Linked DNA regions of Mus musculus: all the other regions are linked to region 4. A link is a contact called in public ChIA-PET, HiChIP or PLAC-seq and promoter capture Hi-C data. All regions are on one chromosome and are shown on one strand. The core of a region is the stretch at or near the end of the contact, and the rest is flanking DNA. Distances in the headings are between cores, read along the strand shown. Region 1 overlaps Reep1 (receptor accessory protein 1). Region 2 has its middle 9.5 kb from the start of Gm38827. Region 3 holds the start of Rpl34-ps1 (ribosomal protein L34, pseudogene 1). Region 4 holds the start of Rmnd5a (required for meiotic nuclear division 5 homolog A). Region 5 holds the start of Ptcd3 (pentatricopeptide repeat domain 3).

Region 1 (4,937 bases), core at 785-3,284, 330 kb before region 4:
GTCACAAAGAAAAAAAAAAGCCAGATGGTGTAGCGTGTACTTGTAATCCTAGCAGTAGAGAGGCAGAGACAGGCGGATCCCTAGGATACTGGCCAGCCACTTTAGTCTACTCGAGTCACAGGCCGTTGAGACCCTGTCTTAAAAACAAAACAAAACAAAACAAAACAAAAAAGTCTATGTGCCTCAGGAACCACATCTGAAGCTGTTTTCTGGTATATAAATACATGGATGTGTACCTACAGAAACACCAACACACACACACACACACACACACACACACACACCCTCCTTCAGAAACAGCAAGACACAGAGAAAGAGGATGGAGATATGAGGGGAGGAAGAGGGGGAGGGGAGGGGAAGGGGGAGAAATAGTCAGATGTCCTTGAATTTAGGGGTCCAGTTAGAGATTGACTGATAAAATAACATCAACCTGAGACAAGTGTCCTGGTGTGTCTCTTCTACTCTACATCAAGTCTTTGAAAAAATGGAAAAGCCAAGCCCCTCAGGTTGATGCAGATCACTGGGGCCATGGTGTGGTAAGCAGAGTTTAACCCAGATTTCAACCCCACCTCTCCAGTCTCTAGCTGGTGCTGTGAATAACCTGCACAATTGCATTGACAGCATCTCGAGGCTTTGTTGACTCTGGAGGAAGTGTCCTCGCCAGGGTAAGCCACTTCCTAGATCTAGCCAAGAAAGAGCTCCCAGTACTAGCACAGGCTCCTTCTGAACTTTCTTACTTTTTTTTTCTAATATTTTACTTTTAAATTGTGTGTATGTGTATCTATGTGTAGGTTTATGCATGTGAGTGCAGTGACTCTGGAGGCCACAAGAGGGCGTCAGATCCCTCTGAAGTTATAGTTACAGGAGATTGTGAGCCACCTAACATGAGTGTTGGGAACCTAATTCTAGTCCTCTGCGAGAGGAGCAAGCACTCTTAACTGCTGAGCCTTCTCTCTAGCACCCTCCCGACCCTGGAAATGAGAAAGGGCTGGTGAGTAAGGAAAAGGTCTATGCTCAAAGACCTTTAGCTTTTACATGCAGGTCAATAGTCTAGAGCCTGCAGGATCTCACACTCTCAGCCACTGTGCATATGCTTGCATTTCCCCATACCAGGACCAGATAGCCAGAGATGCTCCTATCTCTCAGAACCACTTACAATAGCGAACCCAAATCCTTCTCACGGAACCATGCTGACAGCAAGCCTCTGCCTCCAGAACCATCCTGGTACCTCCCCTAGTGGCCTTGTGTGGTGCTGCACTTCCTATTACTAGGGATCTTTGATGTGGACAAACATCTCCCTCCTGCCAGCCATTTTCAGGTCCTCAAGTCTGACCACACCTACTTAAAACAAACCCCAGACATCCTTACTTAAAATAAGATGCGGTGGGTAAAAGGGTCTCTTACGCTAGTCTGAGGGACCAAAAAGTAAGTCTTTCCCAGGCATCCTTCCCAGATGAAAGAAGCTAAAAATGAAAGCAACCCCTAGCGAGTCATTTCAGAGCCCTTCCAAACTCATACAGCTCCCTCTCCTCAGACAGCGGCCCACCTCACCAAAGCCCCTCTGCTTTCTGGCTTTAGCAGGCTCTTCCTGAATATTCACCAGTAACTGGGGTGAGGGTGGGGTTCTTCCCCGGCAAAGTCGGTTCATCTTTCACAGCTACAAAAGACCAGGGCTGAAAGAGGGGAGGCGTGATCGATGCTCCCCACCCCCAGAGTGGGACACAGCGCTCATTAAGAATGGAGGAACTTTTGTTTTGAAGACAAATTATTAGCCAGTCCAAGGGGAAAGCTACTGAATCCAGCAAGTTCACATACCAGCCTAAGAAACACAGACAGTCCCAAGGACAGCCATCAATCACACTAGAGCTCTCCTAGTTATTGTGTAAAAGAAATTTTTAAAAAGTAGGTCATGCATGCGCATAGTTAAGAAATGCTAAAGAATCCGAGAGCATACAGAGCTTCCCTCCCACCCAGGCCCTCTAGACTCTCTTCTTAATCTTTATTGGGCTAGGCCTATTCAATCAGGTGGGTACCTGTGATTCCCTTAACTGCCTGTTGGTGGCATTCTCTGTTCTCTATACCCCCGACACCTTGCTTTCCCTAATCTGCCCAGAATCAACAGTATACATTGGGGACCATCTCATACCAGAACATGGAAAGCTCCCGTCTCTTTCATAGCTTCCTATACATGTGTAAGCATCTCCCGGGGAAAGAGATTGATGACAAGCATCCATCATAAGCCAAGCTTCCAGCAAACCTCCCTGTATGTGCTTCTCTCTGTATGCACACCAGTGAGGCTATGGTCCGGGTACTCAGGAGTGGATGATCTGTATGCACTTTGTAGATAGCAGGAAACCGTCATTTAGATCTGAGTAACCACATTCTCACTGCACAGCCAACTAAGAGCCTCTGTCCCAGGCTACAGCATTAGCATTTAGGAAATACATATGTCTATTTGACCTTCCCAGGGGCCCCTCTGGACTGCCCAGCCTACCTTGATTCCCTGAACCATTTGCTATATAGATCACTTGTTTTTTTTTAGAATCTTTTTAGCATAATCCATCCACCCACACTGATGCAGCTTTTAAAAGCTTCAGCAAGAAGTCTGAAAAGATGTCCCTTGCTCCCCAGAGGACCGGAGTTTGGCTCCCAGCACCATGCTGGGAGACTCACAAATGCTTACACCTCCATCTCTGGAGAATCTGACACTCCTTCTTCACATATGCCTATAACGAGTGCAGACACATTCGTATACTCTCTCACACGCAAATACACTCCTAATACCTTTAAAAAGCAACAATAAAAAGTTTCCTGTTTCTGGACCTTTTGGTTCATTCCTTGGGCCTTCACTAGGCAGACCAACAGAGCATAGTACAGTGAAGATTCAGGTGGCAGTGTTTGGTGTGGCCAGTAGGTCTGCCTTTTGAGCACTGTCCCCAACCTGATACCAAGTAGCTCTAGACTGTATAGGAGGCCACTATTAGGCAGTCATGTCTATCCTGGTGATGGAGCCTGGTTTGTCTCTTTTTCTTTTTTGCCTCTCTCCCTCTCTTCTTTCCTTCCTTCTATCTTCTTTCCTTCCTCCCTCCCTCCCTCCCTCCCTCCCTCCCTCCCTCCCTCCCTCCATCCCTCCCTTGACACAGGCCTCATTACGTAGATTAGACTGGCTTTAAACTCATAGAGCTCTGCCTTCCTCGGCCTTCTGAGGATTGGGATTAAAGGCTGTGGGGTTGGAGACTGCTTTGATGATACCCAGGCATAGGGTGATCAATGGTTTGTAGAAGAGCTCAGATAAGAGGAGGGATAAGAGGAGGATGTACTTCCAGGCTTCAGCCCTTAAGCCCTCGAAAGGCTTGGGATAGTCAGGGGTAGTGTAATGGGCATGGTGACAGTTGCCTGTAAGTCCTAGCACTCGAAACGCTGGGGCAGAAGGATCATGAGTTTGGGGCCATCCTAGGCTATACACCAAAACCTTGTCTCCAAACAAAATTAAGGAGTAGGGATGCTTGGTTGGTAGAGTGCTTACTTGGCATGCATGAGTTCCTCCATCCTGGCACAGAAGGTGCTGTACACCTGTAAACCCAGCAACCGGGAGGTGGAGGCAGGAGGATAAAAAGTTCAAGGTCTATAGGTGGAACAACATTATGAACTAACCAGTACCCCGGAGCTCTTGACTCTAGCTGCATATGTATCAAAAGATGGCCTAGTTGGCCATCACTGGAAAGAGAGGCCCATTGGACACACAAACTTTATATGCCCCAGTACAGGGGAACTCCAGGGCCAAAAAGGGGTAGTGGGTGGGTAGGGGAGTGGGGGTGGGTGGGTATGGGGGACTTTTGGTATAACATTGGAAATGTAAATGAGCTAAATACCTAATAAAAAATGGAAAGAAAAAAAAAGTTCAAGGTCATCTTCAGTTATATAGAGAGCTCTAGGCCATTCTGGAATACATACTCCCATATATACATAGTCCTAAATATATATTAAAATTAAAAATGAATGATTGACTGGTATACGTTCTTCTCCAACTCCTCAGTGCTCCCAAATAATCTTAGGCTCAAAACTGGGGTGCTCTGAAAGTCAGTTAGGGTGAGATCATCATGAAGTCTCTGAAAGTAAGATGAGAGAGTGAAACAAAAGGCAAGTTCCTGGGCCTTTGAAGTATCCTTAGAAGACAATGCTGCCTGTGGGTTCTTCCACACTCCCGGTCTCCCATGTGTGCTCCTAGCCATGGCAGCCCATCCTTATCACAGGGCCAGGACATTAAAGTGGCAAGGGATGCTGGTGTGTGAGGGCAAAAGCTCCAGAGATAAGCCCTCCTCAAGGACAGGATGTTTACAGGCAGAGCAAGCTGTTCTGTGGCTAAGGAAGAGTGAACAGACCTAATCTACCTCTCCAAACGGTGCACACGAATGGAAATCCAGCCCTTCCTCTTTGTCCCGGGATAAGCCCAGTCCTGGTTCCATTTCCTTACTTCCAGCCTACACTTCCTTCTCAACAAGCTCTGCCTGTAAAGTTCCCTGATTTTAAAGCTCAGTTTTGTCTCCAGAGTCACTGAGAAGGAAGCTCCTTCCTGTCTTTGTCAAGTGTCTTCTTGACAGTCACACTGGAATCTCAAGACTTTATCCTCTTAGCCACCATCAGTGCCCTTCCATTTTGCCCTGCTCTGTGAATTTCCTGAGATATGTTTCTGCTGACTGGTCAGTTGATTGATCCATTTATACATGTGTTTGTTCCATTGAGAAAAATCTTGTAGAGGTGCAGGTAGAAAGGCATAGGCAGAGCAGGACAGGTGGTTTTAGTTCAGTCCCTTTCTTATCTAAGCAACGTAGGGGAGGGAAGGGTTCGTTTGCCTTACACTCACAGTTTGTCACTGGAGTAAGTCAGGACAGGAGCTTGAAGTGGAAACCTGGAAGACTGTTGCTTGCTGACTTGCT
Region 2 (4,897 bases), core at 91-2,590, 280 kb after region 4:
TTTCTAAATCAGTGAAGCTAGTTCTGCTAACACTGACGTCTATCTTGCCAATTTCAGGGCTTCTGTGTCCTTTTACATTCTGCGAGGATCTTTCAACACCTTGCATTGAATTAGCCACATTCAGAATCAAGATTTCTTAAGCAGGAGGCTTCCTTTCCTCACAGGCCTGCCTTGGCTGTAACTGGTTAAAAAGACATCAGCTTTGGGCAGGCCTTCCATACTTGGGCCCCTCTTGTTTTCACCTGAAGTCTTTCCTTTGTCAGCCTCTTTTGCTTTCTTTGCTGACTTCTGCCAAAACATCTCACAGCCATGGTCACACTGGCCATTCCAGACCATCATACTGGTGTCCTCGCCGTCAGCTTTCCCTGTAAAAGGAATGGGGGAGATGGCCTGATAATAAGAAATAAGAGCCGGGCGGTGGTGGCGCACGCCTTTAATCCCAGCACTTGGGAGGCAGAGGCAGGAAGATTTCTGAGTTCGAGGCCAGCCTGTTCTACAAAGTGAGTTCCAGGACAGCTTGGGCTACACAGAGAAACCCTGTCTTGAAACAAACAAACAAACAAAAACAACAAAAACACCCCAGAAAGAAAGAAAGAAAGAAAGAAAGAAAGAAAGAAAGAAAGAAAGAAAGAAAGAAAGAAAGAAAGAAAGAAAGAAAGGAAGGAAGGAAGGAAGGAAGGAAGGAAGGAAGAAAGAAAGGAAGAAAGAAAGAAGGAAAAAGAACACTTGGAACTGAGACCCCAGCAACATTTCTTATGTCATGCTAATGTCAGCAGGATGTGTGTCAGGGGGGAGAGTCCAACCTACCCTGTGATTCTAACATAGTCCAACATTTTATAAACTTCAGACTGTCACTGCTTACATTCTATTTAACAACTCAAACCAGGGTATTGGGCAAAAGCACTTTTAAAAGTTAAGAGAAATTTAAGTACAGCTTAATGTGTGTGCTCTTGGAATGAGGCTAAGAGACATAGTTGGTATAGGTTGTTCTTGAGAGGCTGCTCTGTGCACACGAAGCAGTTGCTTCAGGCAAGCGGGGGTAGGGCGGAAGGCTAATACCTCCCCTTGGGCTTATATTCTCTGACTCTGTTTATCCAGATCCCAAACCTAGGTCCTCTTTCTAGAAGCTTTCAGCATGTGATAAGTTGGGGATCTCTACAATAAAAGTATCATTATTTCGATAGTGAGAGCAGGCCATGCACCTCGCCCTGGCATCCAGGTAGAGCTGACCTTGTTGGTGGAGGCATCTGGAAGCTTTTCCTCATGGCCGGAGTGAAGAAGAGGCAGTCTACCCCTTACCAGCTGCCCCAGGCAGGAAAGCTGGCCTCAGGCAGGAAAGCTGGCCCCGCCCCTTGCCTCAGCAAAGAGGAGGAGGTGGCCCTAGTGGCCCAGGCTCAGGAAAACAGGACTGCTGACCAACTCAGCTACCACCCAGGCCCAGATCAGTGCTTTGAGTTGGCCCACACCAACATCTACACCGTCTGCAGTGATCTGAATATGCTTGGCTCTGGGAAGTGTCACTCTTAGGAGATGTGGCCTTGTTGGAATAGGTGAAGTGTGTCACTGTGTAGGCGGGCTTTGAGGGCTCCTAGTGCTCAAGCTCCGCCCAGTGGAGAAAGAGAGCTATAGTTGGTAAACTGTTAAACCTCACTGTGCTCTCAGGAGGTACACGCACGGCTCTGCACCTGCTCAAGAGCTCTGGATTTGAGACTGAAAAGACACACACACACACACACACACACACCCTTTATATTTAATAAGCCTTAACTTGCTCAGTGGTTGGGCACTTCCAAACCTCCCCACAGCTAGCACACACTCCTCTCTAATATTCCTGAGTTAACATTTTCTGAACCTATATTTTATCTTTGCTGCCCTGTTTCCTTCTGGGCTGCCCTCCTATGGGACCGCTTTCCCTTTGCACCTACACTTCCGTCCTCTTACCCTTCTGCTCCTTCGTGGCATGGCCCTTCCTTTGCCCCTCTCATGGAGGAATCCCTTCTTCTCTCCTGGGTGTTTCTTCCCTGGAAACCTTAAAAATCCTGCCTCTGTCCCTCTGCCCAGCCATTGGCCTCTGGATATTTATTGTTCAATCAAAAACCAATTGAGGACAGGGACCCTCAGCGTCTAGACATGGTTCCTGTGTGATGTTGGGAGCTTAATTAAGACAAAGCATTAGAACCAATCCCCAACAGAGAGCCTCCCCTGAGTGCTTGTAGAAGTGAGTCTTCAGATCAAGATGTAGAACTCTTGACTCCTCCAGCACCATGTCTGCCTAGATGCTGCCATGCTCCCCGACATGATGTAATGGAATAGACTGATCCTCAGAAAGCCAGCCCCAATTAAATGTTTTCCTTTGTAAAAGTTGCCTTGGTCATGGTTTCTCTTCACAGCCATGACACCCAAACTACACACCACCTATAAACTGCTCAAGTGCATGAAGGGACCGGTCATACAGATCCAAAGCCACAGGATCTCCAAGACACAGGGCAACAACAGGATATTGGAGAGTCCTGATGAGGATCCAGTATTTATACTGTAGTAGAAGCCAGAAGCCTTTAACCAGACCCCATAACTCATTGCAATGAACATTTGCAAGCAAAGCTGTTTGGGCAAAAGGGCATACTGTGTGGCACACCAGAGCTTCCACAGTGAGCTTCCTTTCCTTTGGTGGGGGAGGTCGCAGTGGCAGATGAGCAGGATCAGGGTGCATGATGTAAAGCTCACAAAGAATCAATAAAAATATGACGAAAATGACGATGATGATGGTGGTGGTGGTGGTGGTAGTGGTGGTGGTGGTGGTGGTGGTGAGACAAAGTCTTTCTACGTAGCCCTGGCTGCCCTGGAACTCTTTATGTAGACCAGGCTAGCCTCAAATTCACAAAGATCCACTTGCCTATGCCTCCCAAGTTAAAATTATTTTTGTGTATGTTGTGTATGTGTATGTGTGTGTTTATGTATGAGTATAGGTACATGAATGTCACCACGTGTGTGTGAAGGTCAGAGGACGCCCACAGATATTGATTACCACCTTCTATTTTGTGATTGGGTCTCTTGTTCACAGGACATACACCCATAGGTGTAGTGAGAGTTTTGGTTTCTTTGAAAGACACAAAGATATTACAGAAATATGGTTTGAATTGGCTCATTTCCCCGGCAGAGAAATAACCTATCACAGTCTGCCCCATGTTTCTATATTGTTGGTCAGCTAAGAGTAGTTTTGACAGGTTTAAATGTTCAGAAGACTCAAGAAGTGGTGCCAGAAAGATCAGAAGCCTAAAGCTATCCTTGGGCTACATAGTTAGTTCAAGCCCGGCATAAGCTACGCGAGGCTCTGCTTCAAAATGAAATGTCAAAATCAGCAATATCTTATGGCATGTGAAGCATAGTCATTCAAATTCCGGTGCACAAAGATAATTTTTTTTAGTGTTCAGACATCCATTTGTACACTGTGGCTGCTTTTGTGCTGTGAGAGTGGAATGGAATTGTGTGGGGCTGGAAAGCAGAGGGCTGCTCTGCTGAAGGATTGGAACTGTTCCAAGTGGGACACGGTGTGCTACAGGGTGTGCGTGAAATATCCCAAGGGACACGTAACAGTGTCACCTCTAACATGGAGAGGGCAGTCCTTTACCCAGGCCACCTGGGGGCACTCTCCACCTTGGCTACCAAAAGACACCATGCAGGCAGAAATGGCACATCTTGTCCAATGTTGTGTCTGAGAACTGGGTTCATTTGTTATAGCTGCCACTGTTCCACTCCCAGCTACCTCTCCAGTACCACATCTGCCTGCATTCTACCATGCTTCCCGCCATGACAATAATGGACTAAACCTATGAACCCTAAGCCAGTCCCAATTAAAGGTTTTTCTTTATAAGAGTTACAGTGGTCACAGCAATAGAAACTCTAAAACAGGGCACATCCTCATCCAAGTCACTATGTAAATTCTAGTTCTGATTTCTTTCTTACTTGTTTAAAGGTTTATTTTTATTAGGTGTGTGTGTGTGTGTGTGTGTGTGTGTGTGTGTGTGTGTGTGTGTGCGCGCGCGCGCGCTTTAGGAACCCTCTGACATGGGTCCTGGGAATTGAACTCTGGTCTTCTGGAAGAGCAGTGTGTGCTCTTAACAGCTGAACACCTCTCAAATACCCTGAGTTTTTACAAAACTACAGAAACTTGTTCCTTAGACACACACCTCACAAAAGATCACTGTTCCTCAAACTCTACAACATTTGGGAGAATGAGAGAAAGAGCATGAAGAAACTCATTTACAAAGCAGGAGGAAAATCATCTCCAAGGGCTGCTACATGTGAAACTTGAGACAGGGGGAGATGACATGTGGGGCTATCAAATTAGGAGGAGGTGGTTCTCAAACTGTGAGGGGAACCAGAAGCTAAGCATATTGGCTAAAATGTATAACACAGGCTAACTAAAGCTGGAGAGGCTGCCATTGCAGGGACTAGAATCGTAAAGGTCCGTGAGTTAAATCAGCCTGCTCCTTGTTTCTGCATAGTTGGTCAGCTGAGAATGGTTCTGTCACATTTCAAACGTTCAGCAGACTCAGAAGGTGGTGCCAGAAGGATCAGAAGTCCAAGGCCATCCTTCAATACATCGATCAAGCCTGAGTTACATAGTACTGAGTATATTTACTCCCTAGTTCTTTACAGGAAGTTTGCTGATTGCTGATGGAGAGTGGATAACAATGTTAATTAGACATGTCGTTATATGAGAGACAATGAAAAGCTAGCATCGTGACTGCTTTTCCACAGAAGCCACATTTGGATCCCGCCAACAACATTGGGCAGTTCACAGCCACCTGTAACTCCAAGACCAAGGGGTCTGAGACCTTCTTCTGGCTTCCTCTGAAACCTATCCAGGGTATAAACATGCATACAACACACACAG
Region 3 (5,644 bases), core at 1,969-4,468, 320 kb after region 4:
GGCAGATCAGAGCTGTAGGTTGAATGTAGACCCATTGGCCTCTGAGAGGTGATGCTGAGGCCTGGGTCACATCCCTCTGCTGCACCAGGTTGGCTCAGCAGAGCAGGCAGGGGAGCAAGGAAACCTGTACTGATGGTGTGGATAGAAGTTGATCACTAAATTGAAGGTTGTGGAGAACAGAAAGTCATGGTGGCATCAGTGTACCAGCCAAGCCAGCTAGCTTTTCAGTTATTTACGTTACTGGGCTCAGATCTTATGGGCAGCAGGAGAGATTTCAGGCAAATGCAGGCCCACAAATAGCAGTAGCAATCACCATGCCTTGGATAGTGACCTTCCCTCTAGAAAGACAGAAGTGAGTAGAGGAAATATTTTTGGCACTAGAAGATGCTACTGCTCCACCCTATGGCTGCTCATCTACTGGGCCTCAGGAGCATCTTCCCTCAAAGGTCTGAGAGTGCTGGCCATCCAGGACCAATCTGATTGGTGTGTCCCACCAGAACATGCCAGATTACATCTCTCTAGTCCTGAGGGGAAGGCTAGAGAGAACCCACTACTAGAAAAATAGCCATTGAGAACCAGTATTCAGGAGGGAAGAATAGGAATACTGGACCTATTGGGGTGGGGGATGGTAGGGCCATGCTAAAGGAACAATAGTGACCCCTTACAGGCAATATAGCACATCACAGTTCCTGGAATACTACCATCCACAGTATCAGACACATGGAACCACTAGGGGCCACTTACCAAATGAGTGTGACAGATTAAATGCTCAGGGGCCACCGTACTGCTTGAGACCTATGACTATGTCTTACTATCGTTTTGCATTTGTGCATGTGCTGTTGGAGACAGGGTCTGTTGTTCACTGCTGCCTAGGGCAGTCTAGCCGGCCTGAAGACTTCCTGGGATCCCTGTCTTTTCCTCTCGTCTTGCTGCAGGAGTGCTGGGATTGCACACTGCCTCATCTGGCCTTTACTTGGGATCAGGGGATCCAAATTTAGGTTCTTGGGCTTGCAAAGCAAGTACTTTACCCTCTGAGCTCTCTCCCCAGCCCTTTAACTTTTGTAAAACAAAACAAAAGAACAACAACAACACACTGCTGACCTCCTTCTTCAGTGACAGGGTCCTGAGAGAGGACCGGGATATTAGAAGATAAAGAAGGTAATCAAGCTTGTGAGCAGGAGGTCTTGCACAAGCTATGCCTTATGCCTAGCAAGCTTATTAGAAAGTACAGCATCCTATACACTATTTCCAGAGGAGATAAGGGACAGAGTCAGCAGAAACTATAATACAGTGGGACAAAGTCACATGAGGCTTATCAAGCAGTGTTGGAGAAGGGGAGCCCAAGGTGCCTCAAGAGCAGTACAGACTGAGCACACACTGTCTCAGGAATGATAACCCCCAGTCTTTTCAGGGGGGAAGGCAAGTTCCTAGGAACGGAAGCTAACTCGTTTGAGGCCCAGGTCTCAGCCCCAGGCTGTCCTTGCCAAGTCAGCTCCTGAGCAAGGACAGAGAACTAGGTTCCTTTTGTCTTTTCATCGGGGCCTCTGAGAAAGCCTTGGATCAGTCTGGCTCTCAGCACAGACCATCCTGGGCACTGAACAATTGTTTGGCAATTTTCAGATACTTTTGTAGAGCAAGAGCCCTGTGGGCACTATTGAGGTGGTTCAGCAGGCAAAGCCCTTGTGCACATGTCTGGTCACCTGAGTTTTGTCCCTAGAACCCACATAAAGGTGGTAGGAGAGAATCTACTCACATCGTATACATGCAATAATAATACATACAAGTAAACAAATTGTAAGAGGTCATAACGTTTTCCTAATATCACCTACAATATGTCCGTTGCTGCTTTACAGAAATTAATTCATGGGATCCGGATGGCAGTGTGACAAGTCCATTTTACAAAGGAGCCAACTGGGATTCTGGGAGATGATGGCTTTGAGTTCTGTGTGAAGTGTTCATTGAAGCTACTCTGGAGAGCCAGTGGGGTTCCCTTGGGTTTCCAGCCTCCTCCTAGTCTCCACTCCTCTTTGCCCCCCTTTTCTTTATCCCTGGTCCCCCTCACCTGTCTTTGCTTTGTGTGAGAACCTGGCTGTGCTTTCCTAGACGGCCCACCTCCTAATAGTCCCACCCTCTAAAGGCCAGGCATTGAAACACATGCATGTGTGGGGGCCTTGTAACAGGTGCAGTGTCAAGATTTAAAGCAGAGCTTGGCTGCTAGGCCACCTGTTGAGGGTCACTTCTCCCTCATCTCTTATCTTCCTATTGTCTCTGATCCAAGGCTCACTCCTCATCAGGGATCATGTTGCTTGTAAAACCGATTCAGCTTAAGTATCTCTGGTTCAGACCCCAGCAGCGTGTAAGCAACCCTGCAAGCAAAGGTGAGCACTCTCTGGCTCCCTTGGGGAAAAGAAGCCTTCCAAATCCACTGGAAAGCCTGGCAATAATTCTCCCAGCCAGCAGAGGGCAGCAGAACACATCCAAAGTCCTTGCTTTAAAGTAGGTGGGGCTGGCCAATCCAACCACACTCCTGTCATTGCTCATGGGCAAACCACCTGTCTGACTTTATTTTCTGAAGTCTGGGGACCCTGAAGGTTTGAGGGTTGAACTTAGTACCTTGCACATGCTAGGCAGGTGCTCTACTACTGAGTCATATCTAGGCTTGTCCCAGAGGACAACCTCAGGTGCTGTTCAGCAGGCTCTGCCCTGTTTTATTTTATTTTTTTTAGACAGGCTCTTTCATTGTTCTGGAGCTTTCTTTTTTTTTTTTTTTTTTTTTTTTTTTTTTTTTTTTTTTTTTTTTTTAGATCAAGTCTTGATTTTTATTACTTAAAAAATGTGCATATCTATTTTGCTTTCTGACTCTGTGCTTGTGCCTTCAACACTTTCACAACGATTTTCTGCTCCTCAATAAGGAAAGCCCGCTTGATCCTGTCACGGACACACTTGGCACACATGGAGCCGCCATAGGCCCTGCTGACGTGCTTCTGTGTCTTAGACAGTCTCATAAGGACTTTGGGCCGCACAGCACGAACCCCTCGAAGTCTGCCTGGGCACACGCCACATGCGGATTTAGGTGCTTTCCCAACCTTCTTGGTGTAGAGGTAAACAATCCTGTTGCCAGGGGTTCGAGACAGCCTAGTTTTGTTAGAGGCTGTGTTGTAGGAAAGCCTACGGCGGTATGTCAAACGCTGGACCATCCTGAGTGCCTCTGAGCACCGTCCCCGGAAGAGTTCTGGAGCTTTCTAAGCAGCAAAGCTGGTTAGTCAGCAAGTCCTGGATTCCATAAAAAATAACTTAAAAATTTAAAAAAATGTATTGCATCTTATTATTGGTGCCTCTCTCTCTCCTTTTAAAAGTTCACATATGCCTCGTGTGTGTGTGTGTGTGTGTGTGTGTGTGTGTGTGCCCTCGCGTGCGTCCGTCTGTCTGTCTGTCTGTCTGTCTGTCTGTGATTTCTGAGAGAGCAATAGTAGCTGGAGATGGGGAGACCCAGTAAGCAAGCCCATGTCTGTGCAAAGGCCAGAGGAGGAGTCAGGTGTCCCATTCTGTGACTCTCCATCATATTCCCTTGAGGCAGCATCTCTCATTGAACCTGGAGCTAGGCTAGCAGGGAGCAAGCCACAACCATCAATCACCTGTCTCCACCACCAGAGAGCTGGTGTAAAACTTCTTACTGACACGCTTCCGTACTGCTTCAACTAGGAAAAGCAGACGTAAACACAGAATCAAGAAAGTCAAAATAACCTTGTCACTGTGTAACACGCATGTGCTGGTACCAAGACTGTGGTGGACTCCAGCAGTGTCCTCCCGGCACATGATCATTGTGGGTGTCTATTGATAAGCTTTTCTTCCATTTGTGCTGCAGGAACACCCTAGTCACAGCAGCTGGGAGGTCATTTCCCTTCTCTCAGAGCCAGCTTAGCCCAGTGCCTCAGCCTCCTGTGTGACAGAGTTTCTGGCTGGTGATTGTGGATTCAGATATAAATGCAGACACTGAAATTATGCAGTGACTTGATTTTTAAGTCATTCAGATGGATCTAGAAAATTATTTGAAAAAAATAGTGTACAAACTCACACACATGAAATGCATTGCTGCTGGAGAAGTGTGTGTGTGTGTGGTGTGGTGTGTGGTGTGTGTGTGTGTGTGTTTAGGCCAGAGAACAACCTCCTGTGTTGTTCCTCAGGTGCTGTCATTTTTTATTTATTTATTTTTTTTGACACAGTATCTCATTGACCTGGAGCTGGTTGGTCAGCAAGTCCTAGATTCCTGGATTCCCTTTTGAGAAATCTCTCTCTCAGTCCTTACTTCTTATAGGTGAGCAAGTTGAGTCTCAGACAGGACCTCTGCCTTAGCCTTAGTACACAGATCATCAGGGTGGGGCAAATGAGATCCAGTGTGCACAGCCATTTCTCCTGATAAGACCCTCAGTCAGTCAGAACAGACTTGGTTCTGGAGAAGGAGCCTGGGTATGGATTCTTGAGGGAACAGTCATGGTAGTGTGGGGACTTCCCTGGAGGTATCTAGTCACCAGCTTCCAAATCTGAGGAAATGAGAGAGTACTGGTGTGCACAGCCCCTGGGAAAAGCCGACGACCCTACCACTCTACATTCAGATTAAGTGCAGGTTGTCTCAACTCCATGGCCTTCCATTCCTATGGTTGTCACCTGGTTCTGGCCCTTACGCTACCAGAGAAAGCTCCCCTGGACTGGCTCTGCCTCAAACTATAGGTGCATAGGTGCAAGATGGAGAAACATGGAGCAGATGCAAATACCTTGTCCCCATGAGGATGGTGGAGCAGAGAGGGCATGACACCCTTTGTTCCCTGAGATGAGCAGTACCTGGGGGGAGGAAATAACAAGACTCATATTTAAAGCCAGGTTAGTTACATTTGAAGAGGAAGGTAAGGTGGGGGGTTTGATGAGATAGCTAAGTAGGTAAAGATGCCCCCTCATACACGAGAGAGAGAGAGAGAGAGAGAGAGAGAGAGAGAGAGAGAGAGAGAGAGAGAGAGAGAGAATTCTATAAGAGCAGGGGTCATCAGAAAAGACACTTTAGTCATTCTAAGAGCTGAGGTTAGTCCCATGAGGGTCCGGAACACACTGGTCAGCTTTGAGCACTTATGTGAGACCTCAAAGCCCTGCCTCCACAGTGACACACTTTCTCTAAAAGGCTATACCTCCTCCAATAAAGCCACATCTCTTAATAGTGCCACTTCCCATGGTCCAAGCCTAGCCAAACCAACCCAGAGCTGAAGTGGGTGGAGCTGGGGTTAAATGATGGGATGAAGAGACTGAAAACCTGCCCCTCAAACGCTAGAAGGACCACTTTCAAGGAAGTTTGGAGTATGGGAATGACACGAGAAAGAGTCACCTGGGAAGAGGCCATCCCAGCCGAGGGATCGCCCTATCAGATTGGCCCATGGGTATGTCTGTGGGGCATTTTCTTGATTAATGATTGATGTGAAATGGGCCACCGCTTGGCAGCTGGTCCTGGTTCATATAAAAAGCAAGCTGAGCAGGCTGTGGAGAGCAAGATAGTGATTGGCTCCTCCATGGCCTTTGCTTTCGCTCCTGCCTTGGCTTCCCTTGGTGGTTAACTGTGTAAAATGGAATAAACCCTTTCCTACCCAGGTTGCTTTTGGTC
Region 4 (5,070 bases), core at 1,641-4,140:
CCAATGTAGTTAAGTGAATGTCTCAGTGAGGGTTTTCATTGCTGTGATAAAGCACCACAAACAAAAGCAACGTGAGAGAAAAGGGTTTATTTCTGATTATAACACTCCATCGGGAAGTCAGGACAGGAATCAAGACAGGAACGTGAGGCAGGATCTGAAGCAGAGGCCATTGAGGAGTGTTGCTTATTGACTTGCTCAGCTTACTTTCTTAGACAACCTAGAATCACCTGTCTAGAGGTGACACACACTCTCTGTGAGCTGGTCTTTCCAGAGAATAGTTATTAGCCTTGCTTACAGGTGGCCTGACAGACAGAGTTTTTCTCAGTTGAGGTTCCTTTTTGTAAATAACTAATATTGCCAAGTTGACAATAGATTAGCCAGGCCAACACACAAGGTGTAGTCAACTAGATACTAAACTATGGGGCATGTCCATGTTGCATGAAGTCCTAGTAATTTTACTGTGGTCATGGTCTCAATCAGCACTATTAGACCTCTCACCATGGAGGGAGATATCCTGATTAGTCACCGTAGCTTACTGAGAATCTGAAATGTGGTTAGTACACTTAAGGAACTGAATTTTTGATTTCACATGAATTTTAAGTAGCTACCTGGGATTGGTACTTTGTGTATCTGTGCAGACTCAGGTGTTATCAATAGATAGAATTTGTCCTGTTGCTGGAAGAGAAAAATCTGAAAGCTTATGATAAGTAATCAGCATGGGGCTTGGCATGAATGAGCCGTGCTCGGCTCACACTGAGAGTAACAGTGCTGGGTAGTAGGATGGGGCTGTGACAGGTCACACTGGGCATCATGCAGCTCACTGGATTTGAAACTGCAGTTAGTGAAGAGTCATTACTTCTGATTGGTAGCTAAGAATAGCTCTTACAGCCGGGCGTGGTGGCGCACACCTTTAATCCCAGCACTTGGGAGGCAGAGGCAGTCGGATTTCTGAGTTCGAGGCCAGCCTGGTCTACAGAGTGAGTTCCAGGACAGCCAGGGCTACACAGAGAAACCCTGTCTCGAAAAAAAAAAAAAAAAAAAAAGAAAGAAAAAGAAAAAGAATAGCTCTTACATGCGCCAGGCATTATGTTGAAGGTCTTACATGGATTATCTCATTTATTTAGTTATTCAAACAACTTCTAGGAAAAAAAAGGGGAAGAAGAGAGAGAGAGAGAGAGAGAGAGAGAGAGAGAGAGAGAGAGAGAGAGAGAGTGTGGGTGTGACTGAAACTATCAAGGAGATCCTTGGTTCAAGGGGAAGAACAAGGTTTGTCTGTGCAGTGTGGCAGCTAAAGAAGGAAACAGCTTCAGAGGGGTCAAGTGAAGGTTGCTAAGTCAGGTCCACTCCATCCCCAAGCAGGAAGAACTAAAGTACAGCCAGGCAAGGACGCTCTAGACAGCAGTAAGATGATGCCAGGCACCCTCGGGCTTGTTTTACAAAGGAAGAGGGCCCTTTCTTCTTTTGGATGCCTGAGTATTTTCACAAAATGGATGGTAGCTAGAAAACCTTTTGAGGAGAATGGCAAGATTGATGGAGCTAAAAGGTTTTTTATTTTCGAGAAGTAGGAATCAGGGCCATCTGCCAAGAAAGAGGACTAAAAGCAAATGGCGTGATGAGGGACAGAAAGGAGCCCTGAAATACCATCAGCTGAACTTCCAAATATCCAGGACCACTAAAGGCCATCATATATAACCACCCGCCCACTAGCTGCCACATTATAAAAACGGAAATTGAACTTTAAAAAGGTTACCACCTGAATTAAAGGAAAAGAAAGACTGTCCACCAGGGTGCTGGCTGTGTTCTAGAAACAAACAGGCCACAACAAAAGGGGTTACCCTTCATAGTATTACTTAAGTGGTGCAACCAAAACAAGCAAAACTCCAAACAATTATTATTTTAGACTTTGACAAGTGATGTGTGAGAGAAAAAAAAAATTGTGCTGTAAGAGATACAATGAATTGATGGAGAAAATTCGGGGAGGCAGAGGTGATACAACCATGGTGGAAGTAGGAATGCTATGAGCAGGCAAGCAAGCTGGCAACTGCAGGCCCAGGAAGGCGGACTCTCCCAGGCCCAGGCTGTGAGGCAGGGACTTGACGAAAAGCTAGTAGGGTAGAAGCCTGGTGAGCAAGAGGGCACAGGCCAAGGCCAGAACCCCGTGGTAAACCAGGGCAAAAGCCCTACGCCAAGGTAAGGGCAAGGAGCAAGGGCCAGGTTGCTCAGCTCGCCCACGCGTGTTCGTGACCGCCGCCAAGATGCCCAGCACGTGGACAAGGCGACAGGGAAGGCCACTTGCAGGCCGAGGGGCGTCAAGAACGAGCCAACGCTGGGCGCGGGCCATCCCTCTAAGAGCTACCACCTTCCATCGGGTTAGTGACCCCGCCCGGGCCCTCCGCCACTAGGCGGCCAGACAGACATCCTTTGGCCCCGGAGGTGGGCCTCTCAGTCGAAACTCCGGCCAAAATTCCATGCGGAGAAAACACAAATTGCAATCAGGGCGAAATCCTGGAGAAAACAGCCCCGTTAATTGCTGTCATGTTTCCCCTCGCGGCTTCCCAGTAGAAGCGCCAAGCTCCGCTCTTCAAGCCAACCCCCCTCCAACAGCGAGCGCATTGGTTTGGCTCCTCAGTCTGGATTGGCTGAAGTTTTACGCCTCGGCCCAGGATTGGAGGATGTTTGTCTCGCTCCTAACCCCCGCGTCGATTGGTCACTCTTCTGCTTCTGGGCGGAGCATCCGGGGACGGTTTCCACCCTCTTGTTTACCGGCCGCGTAGTTGACGCTATCGCTAAAGTTCCCTGTTCAGCTGCGCGGGCCAATTGCGTCGCTCGCCCCGCCCTCGCCCCGCCCTCGCCGCGCTCCCTCACGGCCTCCCGCGTGGTACGGCCCACACCTTCAGAACGCCCGCGCGCCCTCCGCCCGTGCTCGCCCGCTGCTTCCCCCTGACCCCTCGCCGAGTCCGCGATTGGTACGGCCCGCGCCGCCTCCTCCGCTCGTGAGGGAGGCTCGACCCCCTCCCGGGCCGCGGCTATTGGTGCCGCCCGGGAGAACCAGGTCATCGGCCGGTTCCCGTGAAAACAAAAACAATCGGCGGCGCCGCCGAGGGGCGGCCGAACGCGGCGAGCCAGGGGGGCCCGGGGCGAGACGCGGCGCCGGGTAGGGCGGGCGAGCGAGCGCGAGCGGCGGGGCCGGGGCGCCATGGGGCGGGAGGGCACAGGCTGCGCGGGGCTCCCCCGGCGCCGCGGCTAGCGCGCCCGTCTTGCCTTCGCCTCCCGCGCCGCCCGCTCGCCGCCTTGGGGGAGGAGGAGCAGGACGCGGCCTCGGTGGGGCCCGGGCCGAACCACTGCGGACCCCCGGGCGCCGGGGAGCCGAGCGCCGCGGTCTCCGGCATGGATCAGTGCGTGACGGTGGAGCGCGAGCTGGAGAAGGTGCTGCACAAGTTCTCGGGCTACGGGCAGCTGTGCGAGCGGGGCCTGGAGGAGCTCATCGACTACACCGGCGGCCTCAAGCACGAGATCCTGCAGAGCCACGGTGAGGGCGGGCGCGTGGGCGCGCGGGGGTCGGGGCCCTGCGCTGCGTCTGCTGGTCCCCAGGCCGCGGCGACCCGCCCGGAAACGCGGTGGCCTGGGGCGGGGCTGGGGGTCTTGCGGGGTCCTGCGGGCCGCAGGTGTGCGAGTGATAACGAGGGTCTGCGCAGGACTTTGTCTAGTTTTCGGCCTCGCAGACTTTTCTCCCTGATGGTTCTTAGTTTAACGTTCTTAGCTGTGGGTTGGTTTCTACATCATCGGCTGCTGCAACTTCAGAGTTGGACTGATGTGGGCAGGCAGTTCTTCTAAACTCTTCCTAGGAAGCCGGCCGATTTAAACCATTCAGCGTCCCTGCTGTAGCCTCTGTACAGTCCGACCGGGCAGATGTCGAGTTGCTAGTTACTTACCTAGTCCAGTTTGTACTTGTTAATAATCCTTTCAGAAAACAGCTTTTCCGTAGAAGGTGTTTTGCCTACGTTATTTCATCAGTGGCCCTACGTCTTGTACCACAGATGCCAAGGCTAACTCTGAGAAAGAGTTTTGTGTTTTAAAAATAACACTAAAGGTCTGGTACCTTGGAGCCACAATGCTGACTCTTTCTGAATGAGAGATAAAGGACTTGTAATATTATGGATTTACTCAAGAGTCCGGGCCCTTGTCAGTTTTGTGGGCTGAACAGAAATTAAAGGGATATTTATTAGTCAGGGAGAAATGAGGATGTAGCAGGTGAGATTAAGGCAGTGTTAGCCCTGCCTCTCCTCTCCTTTCCTCTACACCTTTATTTCCCAAACACTTCAGTTGTGGGTGACTGCTCCTCCCTGGTAAAGGAGTCTGACAACTTCTGACACAGCTGTCACTTTGGAACGCTGTATAAATATATGCAAAACATGTTGATGGCTTCATGCGAAAAGATTATTTGACTGAATTGATGGTGATGGTATACTTGATGCTAACAGAATAAGGTGGGGTGTGAGAAAATCTGTTGAATTTTGACTCATGAGATTAAAGGGTTTGAATATATGTGAGGTGTATATATAATATATATATATATATATTACATATATACATACACACATATATGGATAGATATAGATATTCTTGGAATATATGTGAGCTAAAATTGGTTGTTTTCTTTTGCTTGTGGTGTTTTGAGGTAAAATCTCTCTGTGTGGCCCAAGCCAGCTTTGAATTTATAATCTTGTCTTCATCTTTCTAGTGTTGGGATTCCCAGTGTGCCCCTCTGTGTTTTCAGATATTTCTAGAAGGACAGTGGAGATCATAGGATGTGAGATGAAAGATCTTAGGCTCTAAACACAACCAAAGTAGAGCAGAAATGAAAAGGGCAGAAAAGGATAAAAAGAGAGCTGCTTAGCTGGTACTTGACATTTTGTGGACAAACCAGATTATTTCAGGCTAAGAAAAAAATAGTGCATACCGAAGTAGAAGGCAGTCAATCCAAGGTGGTCCTAGCTCAGGGCTTAAAGACACCGAACACCCCCCTTTCCCAGAGGACATCTTTGTCTTTTGACCGAAAAGGAGAAAGCC
Region 5 (4,876 bases), core at 1,255-3,754, 470 kb before region 4:
AATATCACCCTCACAACCTTCCTAGGAGTCTGCTCTTGGAAAAAGGATACTTTCTATAACCCACAACAGTAGTTCTCTGTCTTCCTAATGCTGCAACCTGCATAATACAGTTGCTTATGTTGTGGTGACCCCCAACTTAAAATTATGTCATCACTACTTTATAACTATAGTTCTGCTTCTTTTATGAATTGCAATGCAAGTGTTTGATATTTGACCCACAAAGAGCTCGGAACTCACAGGTTGAGAACTGCCGTCCTACAAAAGTTTCCCTTGATGAGACAGTGCTGAAAGTTTGGGATCTGGCACTAAACAATTAATGCTCCTTTTAGTCAAGTTAGAACTGGTAGCCTTCCATCTCCTTCGGAGTAAAGGCTATGCCCTTAAAATGACATGGGGGTTGGGGGTGGGGGTTCCTGGTCTCTACCTCACTTTATTCCAGTCACCTTGGCCCCTTGCTGTTCCTAAAAACCACAGGCGGTGAAGGACTTAAATATTCATAGTGCCACTGAATATTCACAAAAGCTCAAAAACATATGAAAAGATGTGTGCATTCTTCAAATCATTGCAAGTCAAAACCACAGTGAGATACCATAACCCATCAGTGTATGATCAAAACAAACACACAAACCAAACACACAGCTAGAAAGGACTTGGAGAAGAGGGAGTCTTTATGTATGATTGATGGGAACATACGATGGTGCTGAAATTATGAAAAACTGAATTAACTTCCTCAAAAGGTTAAAAATGGCATTAATGTCTAAACCAGGAATTCTGAGTCTGGGTGTGTACACACTTTAATAGAAGCCTCATTCACAATTGCCAAAAATTGGAAATAGCCCAAATGTCCATCAGCAGATGAGCTGATGAATCGGCATGTACGCGCGCGCGCACACACACACACATCTATCTATCTATCTATCTATCTATCTATCTATATCATGTTCTATTTACTTAACCCTAAAAAGGAAGGAAGTTCTGATCTATTTATCTATCTATCTATCTATCTATCTATCTATATCATGTTCTATTTACTTAACCCTAAAAAGGAAGGAAGTTCTGATCTATTTATCTATAATTTTGAGGACAGTATGCTAAATGCATTGGCCAGTTACAAGAAGTCGGGGCTGACTGACTCCTTTTACTTGAATAGGGGCCTGAACAGTCAGAATAACTGAAATAGAAAGTAGACAGGTGGTTACCATGCGGCAGGGGCAGGGAAATGAAGACTGACTGATTACATATGGAGATTGCAATGGCAAGATGTGTCCTAGAGGGGGTAGTGCTGATGTTACCAGTGTGGTCTACCTTTTTGTTTGTTTGTTTTTTTATTTTTCGAGACGGGTTTTCTGTGTCCACGAAGCTCTGGAACTGACTCTGTAAGACCAGATTGGCCTCGAACCCACAGAGATCCTCCTGCCTCTGTCTCCTGAATGCTGGGAGGGTTTGTTTTGTTTTGTTTGTTTTTTCAAGACAGGGTTTCTCTGTGTAGTCCTGGCTGTCCTGGAACTCACTCTGTAGACCAGGCTGGCCTCGAACTCAGAAATTCGCCTGCCTCTGCCTCCCAAGTGCTGGGATTAAAGGCGTGCGCCACCACTGCCCGGCAATGCTGGGAGTTTTTAATGCATGTTGAGTTATTAATGGGAGTCTAAGAAGCGTGTATGCTATCGTGATCAAAAAGCATTAGAGAAGAGTCCCCAGGACTTCATAGCCAGGGTCTTGATCCAAGATTTAAAAGTTCATCATCGCTTGGACCAGAGGAGACTAATTAGGAAGTTGATAAGCGTGTGATGTAATGTGATTATAAATGACATAAAACTAGTTGATTAATGAGGAAGATGAACAGATGAAAATGCAGCAAGCGCATTCCTTCCCATTACCAGCAAGCAAGCACTAGGCAGCCAGCCCCCCACCCCCCACCCCGACCCCGCCGCCCCCGGACTGGCTCGGCTCAAAGCCTTCTGGGAATCGTAGTTCCCAGCTCCAACTTCCACAACCCTGTTCTACACGCATCCCACTAACTCCTTACTTGAGCTCTTCGGCCGAATACATTCCGAAGGAAATGCCCTGAAGCCGCCTCCATGGTGTGTGCTTGGAGGCCAGCATCTTCCGAGTCAGTTTTGAGGTCCGTCACTACGAGAGAAGTTCCAGTCAGCCGCAGAGAACGCCACTTGAGTCTTGTAGCGCAGAGCCACCATGTGTTTTTCCACTGCGCTTGCGTGCGAGAACCGCGGCTTGGCAAATTGGCTTGGACGAGTTCATTTTTGCTTTCGGGGTGGGTAAGGAGTGGAAGAAAACTGTCTCAAAACCCTCCTTCAGTTTAAAAGCAAAATTACACAGGAGACTTTAGAACAGCATTTCAAGTAAGTTTATTCGAGGTGAACGATGTGTACTGAGCGTTCCGCTGCTAGTCTAGCCAAACAGGACCTTGTGACCACCCGTTTGGAGATGAGACGTTCCACGCCAGCCCCGCCCCTCGACCCTGGAGGCGGAGGTCGTTCCCGACGTGCTCCGCGAAGAGTCCAAAGATGGCGGCGGCGGCGGTTGCAGCTCGCCGCCTGTCCTTTCGCAGCGGGCTTGTCTTGCTGCAGACCACTCGGGGGACGGGTGTGTGTGAACCGAAGGTCTGTTGCAGGTAAGAAGACCCAGAGTCATTTTGGTCTTGCATTTCCCTGAGAGTCGTGAAAGTAGGTAAGATGCAAAGGCATTTGTATGGTCGAGGCCCGGCCCTCTCAAGGGTAACACGAGGTAGCGTCGTATTTAGTGATCTTTAGATCTGCGAGTTCGGGAATTCTTTCGGAAAATTTTTATTGGTTGGTTGCAATACTATGTATAGCCAAAATTACCCTTTAAACTAGGGCCCTGTTCTCGTGAAGTTTACATTTCCGTGAGTGCCGCTACAAGCCCCTACACAAATTTCTTTATCACCCCCCCCCCTTATTCATTTTAACCCTGCAAAAAAGAAAGGGCAAAGTAACAGATCTTTCACAAATAAAGGGCAGGCTAATATTACCAGTATGGACTGAACGTTATGAGAACCTTCAGCTAAGAATAAGCTAAGACTTTAGTAAAAGCAGAAAGCCTTAAAACGTCTGACCCCATTCTTTCCATCTGGTGGTGTTGCAAATACTTATGTAATTTCTTTGTACATCCTTCATGCAGTGGCCTGGTGGAAATAGGAGGTGGTTTTAAGTCAGTTGTAGAGTGGATAATTAGCTCATACGATGTCTTTGGACCAATACAAAAAAATAAATAAAACTGGGTTACAAGTTTACACTACATCTAAATGCCTCTATAAATGTGGCTCAGAATGTGTGCATGCGGGTGGAGCTGAGTCAGCAGAGCTAGCGGTAGGAGCTGAGCTGAGGCCATCAGGGAGCAGTGCTAACAGTGGGATTTTTGTTGTTTTGTTTTTAATGCAGATTTTATGCTGGAACTGAATCCCTCCCAAAGGTTGAAGGATCAGATATAACAGGTATTTTTAAAACTATGGAAATAGAAGTTTTTAAAAATGAAAAGACATTGTATTTCTTTGTGTTGTTAGAAAATTGTTTATTTTTATTTTTTTTTCTACATAAGGGATTGAAGAAATAGTCATTCCAAAAAAGAAAACATGGTGAGTATTTTGCTATTCACTTACCAGGTGATTGGGTATTTACTGTAAATAAAACATAAGGATTTAAATAGTGCCTAGCACATAGACAAATACCATGTTAGCTGTTATTTTTTAAGTCTTGTTATATAATTTTATGTGTAAACTATACATTTAATTTATAAGTGAACTATTAGGTGTACTTTTGTTTCATTTGGAGTGGCTATTTGATATCATTGTATAAATATGATTAGATTCATTTGTTTCCCTGCATAAGAATAGGAACAGTGGCTGACCATGGTACCATACTCCTTTAGTCTCAGGAGGCAGAGGCACAGGGATCTCTGCATAGTAGGACTAGTGTACCTACTGAGTTCATACAGTAATGCCCTGTCTTTAGAAACAAGAATAGGGATGAGAGAGCACTGGAGCTAAGAGTAGGGACTGGGTTACCTGTGAATACAGCATTCCAGCGTACGCCCCTTTGCACACCTCTATATCCAGAAAAACGACAAGAAATGCAACAGGAAGAGTATTTACAATGTGCTACAATCTAGTTGTCACCTGCCTGTGTTGTATCTTATAGTCCTATATGTATGCAATTTTACCCGTATAGATAGACAGAATTTAGGTATATATTGAGTGTTGTTTTGTAGTGACATACTCCTGTAGTCCTAGCACTCAGGGCAGAAGTTGGAGGATTGTCACGAGTCCCAGGCCAGCCAGCCACTTATTTAAAATTTCCCTTTTTCCTATTGGTAGTTCTTGTGAGATGTATTAGGTAAAGAGTGCAGGAAGGCAGGATGTAATATGATTGTTGATTATGGTGATAGTTCAGACAGGCCTGTGGAAAATGTTAGGAAATAAGAAACGGTTAGCAAGTCAAGGCCTTTAAAAATTCAGTTTATAAGCTACGAGTGCTTTTATTTTTCTGTGTAGCTGGGGGAGAGAGGCTAAAGGAAAAAAAGTAACTTGAAAACTATATTTTAAAAATGTCAAATTTTGTGTGGACTGCAGCTTACTTTGTTTACATATATCTTACGTTTTATTGTGTACAGTCCTGCCTTTCCCACCCCCACCCCACCTCCCAAAAAAGAAATGGTGTAGGGTGGATAAAAAGAAATGGTGTAGGGTCCTCTGGTTTGTAGGCTTGGTAGAGTTTCAGACTACAAATTTGTCCTTTAAAGCTGTGATCTTCCACATCTCACAATGCCATAGAAAACGTGAATAGATTTTAGTTTTTTGTGGATTTCCTTACATGAGGATGACATGATAAAGACAGTGAAG

What was found. Promoter capture Hi-C pulls out the DNA fragments that hold promoters and counts their contacts. ChIA-PET counts read pairs in DNA pulled down with a chosen protein or histone mark. HiChIP or PLAC-seq counts read pairs in DNA pulled down with a chosen protein or histone mark.
Region 1: an H3K4me3 HiChIP or PLAC-seq map of embryonic stem cells shows a contact between it and region 4, with 4 times the contacts expected there. The contact joins the enhancer-like site here to the promoter of Rmnd5a in region 4. A contact is called at or near these places in 8 of 39 promoter capture datasets (the 3T3-L1 cell line, the C10 cell line, cranial neural crest and 4 more), 1 of 484 Hi-C or Micro-C datasets (embryonic stem cells), 8 of 115 datasets of contacts at active chromatin or transcription factors (the SCID.adh cell line, T-cell acute lymphoblastic leukemia, embryonic stem cells and 1 more) and 1 of 9 other capture datasets (embryonic stem cells).
Region 2: a contact with region 4 is called in an H3K4me3 HiChIP or PLAC-seq map of the SCID.adh cell line, with 9 read pairs. The contact joins the enhancer-like site here to the promoter of Rmnd5a in region 4. A contact is called at or near these places in 9 of 39 promoter capture datasets (the 3T3-L1 cell line, 3T3-L1-derived adipocytes, the C10 cell line and 3 more), 5 of 484 Hi-C or Micro-C datasets (CD8 T cells, double positive thymocytes, embryonic stem cells and 2 more), 18 of 115 datasets of contacts at active chromatin or transcription factors (the SCID.adh cell line, T-cell acute lymphoblastic leukemia, bone marrow-derived macrophages and 10 more) and 1 of 9 other capture datasets (macrophages).
Region 3: a promoter capture Hi-C map of the SN4741 cell line shows a contact between it and region 4, with 2.7 times the contacts expected there. The contact joins the promoter of Rpl34-ps1 here to the promoter of Rmnd5a in region 4. A contact is called at or near these places in 6 of 39 promoter capture datasets (the 3T3-L1 cell line, the SN4741 cell line, cranial neural crest and 3 more), 1 of 115 datasets of contacts at active chromatin or transcription factors (neural tube) and 1 of 9 other capture datasets (liver).
Region 5: an RNA polymerase II ChIA-PET map of memory CD8 T cells shows a contact between it and region 4, with 49 read pairs. The contact joins the promoter of Ptcd3 here to the promoter of Rmnd5a in region 4. A contact is called at or near these places in 4 of 39 promoter capture datasets (the C10 cell line, hippocampal neurons, liver and 1 more), 5 of 484 Hi-C or Micro-C datasets (CD4 T cells, double positive thymocytes and embryonic stem cells) and 4 of 115 datasets of contacts at active chromatin or transcription factors (astrocytes, large pre-B cells, memory CD8 T cells and 1 more).

Annotation. Positions count from the first base shown.
Region 1 is chr6:71,767,373-71,772,309 of GRCm38.p6, reverse strand. All of the region lies in intron 3 of Reep1 (receptor accessory protein 1), which reads right to left. Among named protein-coding and RNA genes, the nearest start is that of Mrpl35, 54 kb to the left of the region's middle. Within about 2 kb of position 2,034, at least 10 of the 459 cell types and tissues checked have an H3K27ac peak or open chromatin away from gene starts, as enhancers often do. A contact at or near this core is called in the SCID.adh cell line, T-cell acute lymphoblastic leukemia and embryonic stem cells, where this site is marked.
Region 2 is chr6:71,161,179-71,166,075 of GRCm38.p6, reverse strand. No RefSeq gene overlaps it. Among named protein-coding and RNA genes, the nearest start is that of Gm38827, 9.5 kb to the right of the region's middle. Within about 2 kb of position 1,340, at least 18 of the 459 cell types and tissues checked have an H3K27ac peak or open chromatin away from gene starts, as enhancers often do. A contact at or near this core is called in the SCID.adh cell line and T-cell acute lymphoblastic leukemia, where this site is marked.
Region 3 is chr6:71,122,163-71,127,806 of GRCm38.p6, reverse strand. Rpl34-ps1 (ribosomal protein L34, pseudogene 1) reads right to left here and starts at 3,218. Exons shown (of 1, transcript NM_001199350.1): 1 at 2,806-3,218. The coding sequence starts at 3,197. The coding sequence ends at 2,844.
Region 4 is chr6:71,438,457-71,443,526 of GRCm38.p6, reverse strand. It overlaps Rmnd5a (required for meiotic nuclear division 5 homolog A), which reads left to right and starts at 2,890. Exons shown (of 9, transcript NM_024288.2): 1 at 2,890-3,529. The coding sequence starts at 3,388.
Region 5 is chr6:71,906,390-71,911,265 of GRCm38.p6, reverse strand. It overlaps Ptcd3 (pentatricopeptide repeat domain 3), which reads left to right and starts at 2,504. Exons shown (of 24, transcript NM_027275.3): 1 at 2,504-2,632; 2 at 3,420-3,472; 3 at 3,577-3,613. The coding sequence starts at 2,526. It overlaps Polr1a (polymerase (RNA) I polypeptide A), which reads right to left and starts at 2,213. Exons shown (of 34, transcript NM_009088.3): 1 at 2,027-2,213. The coding sequence starts at 2,103.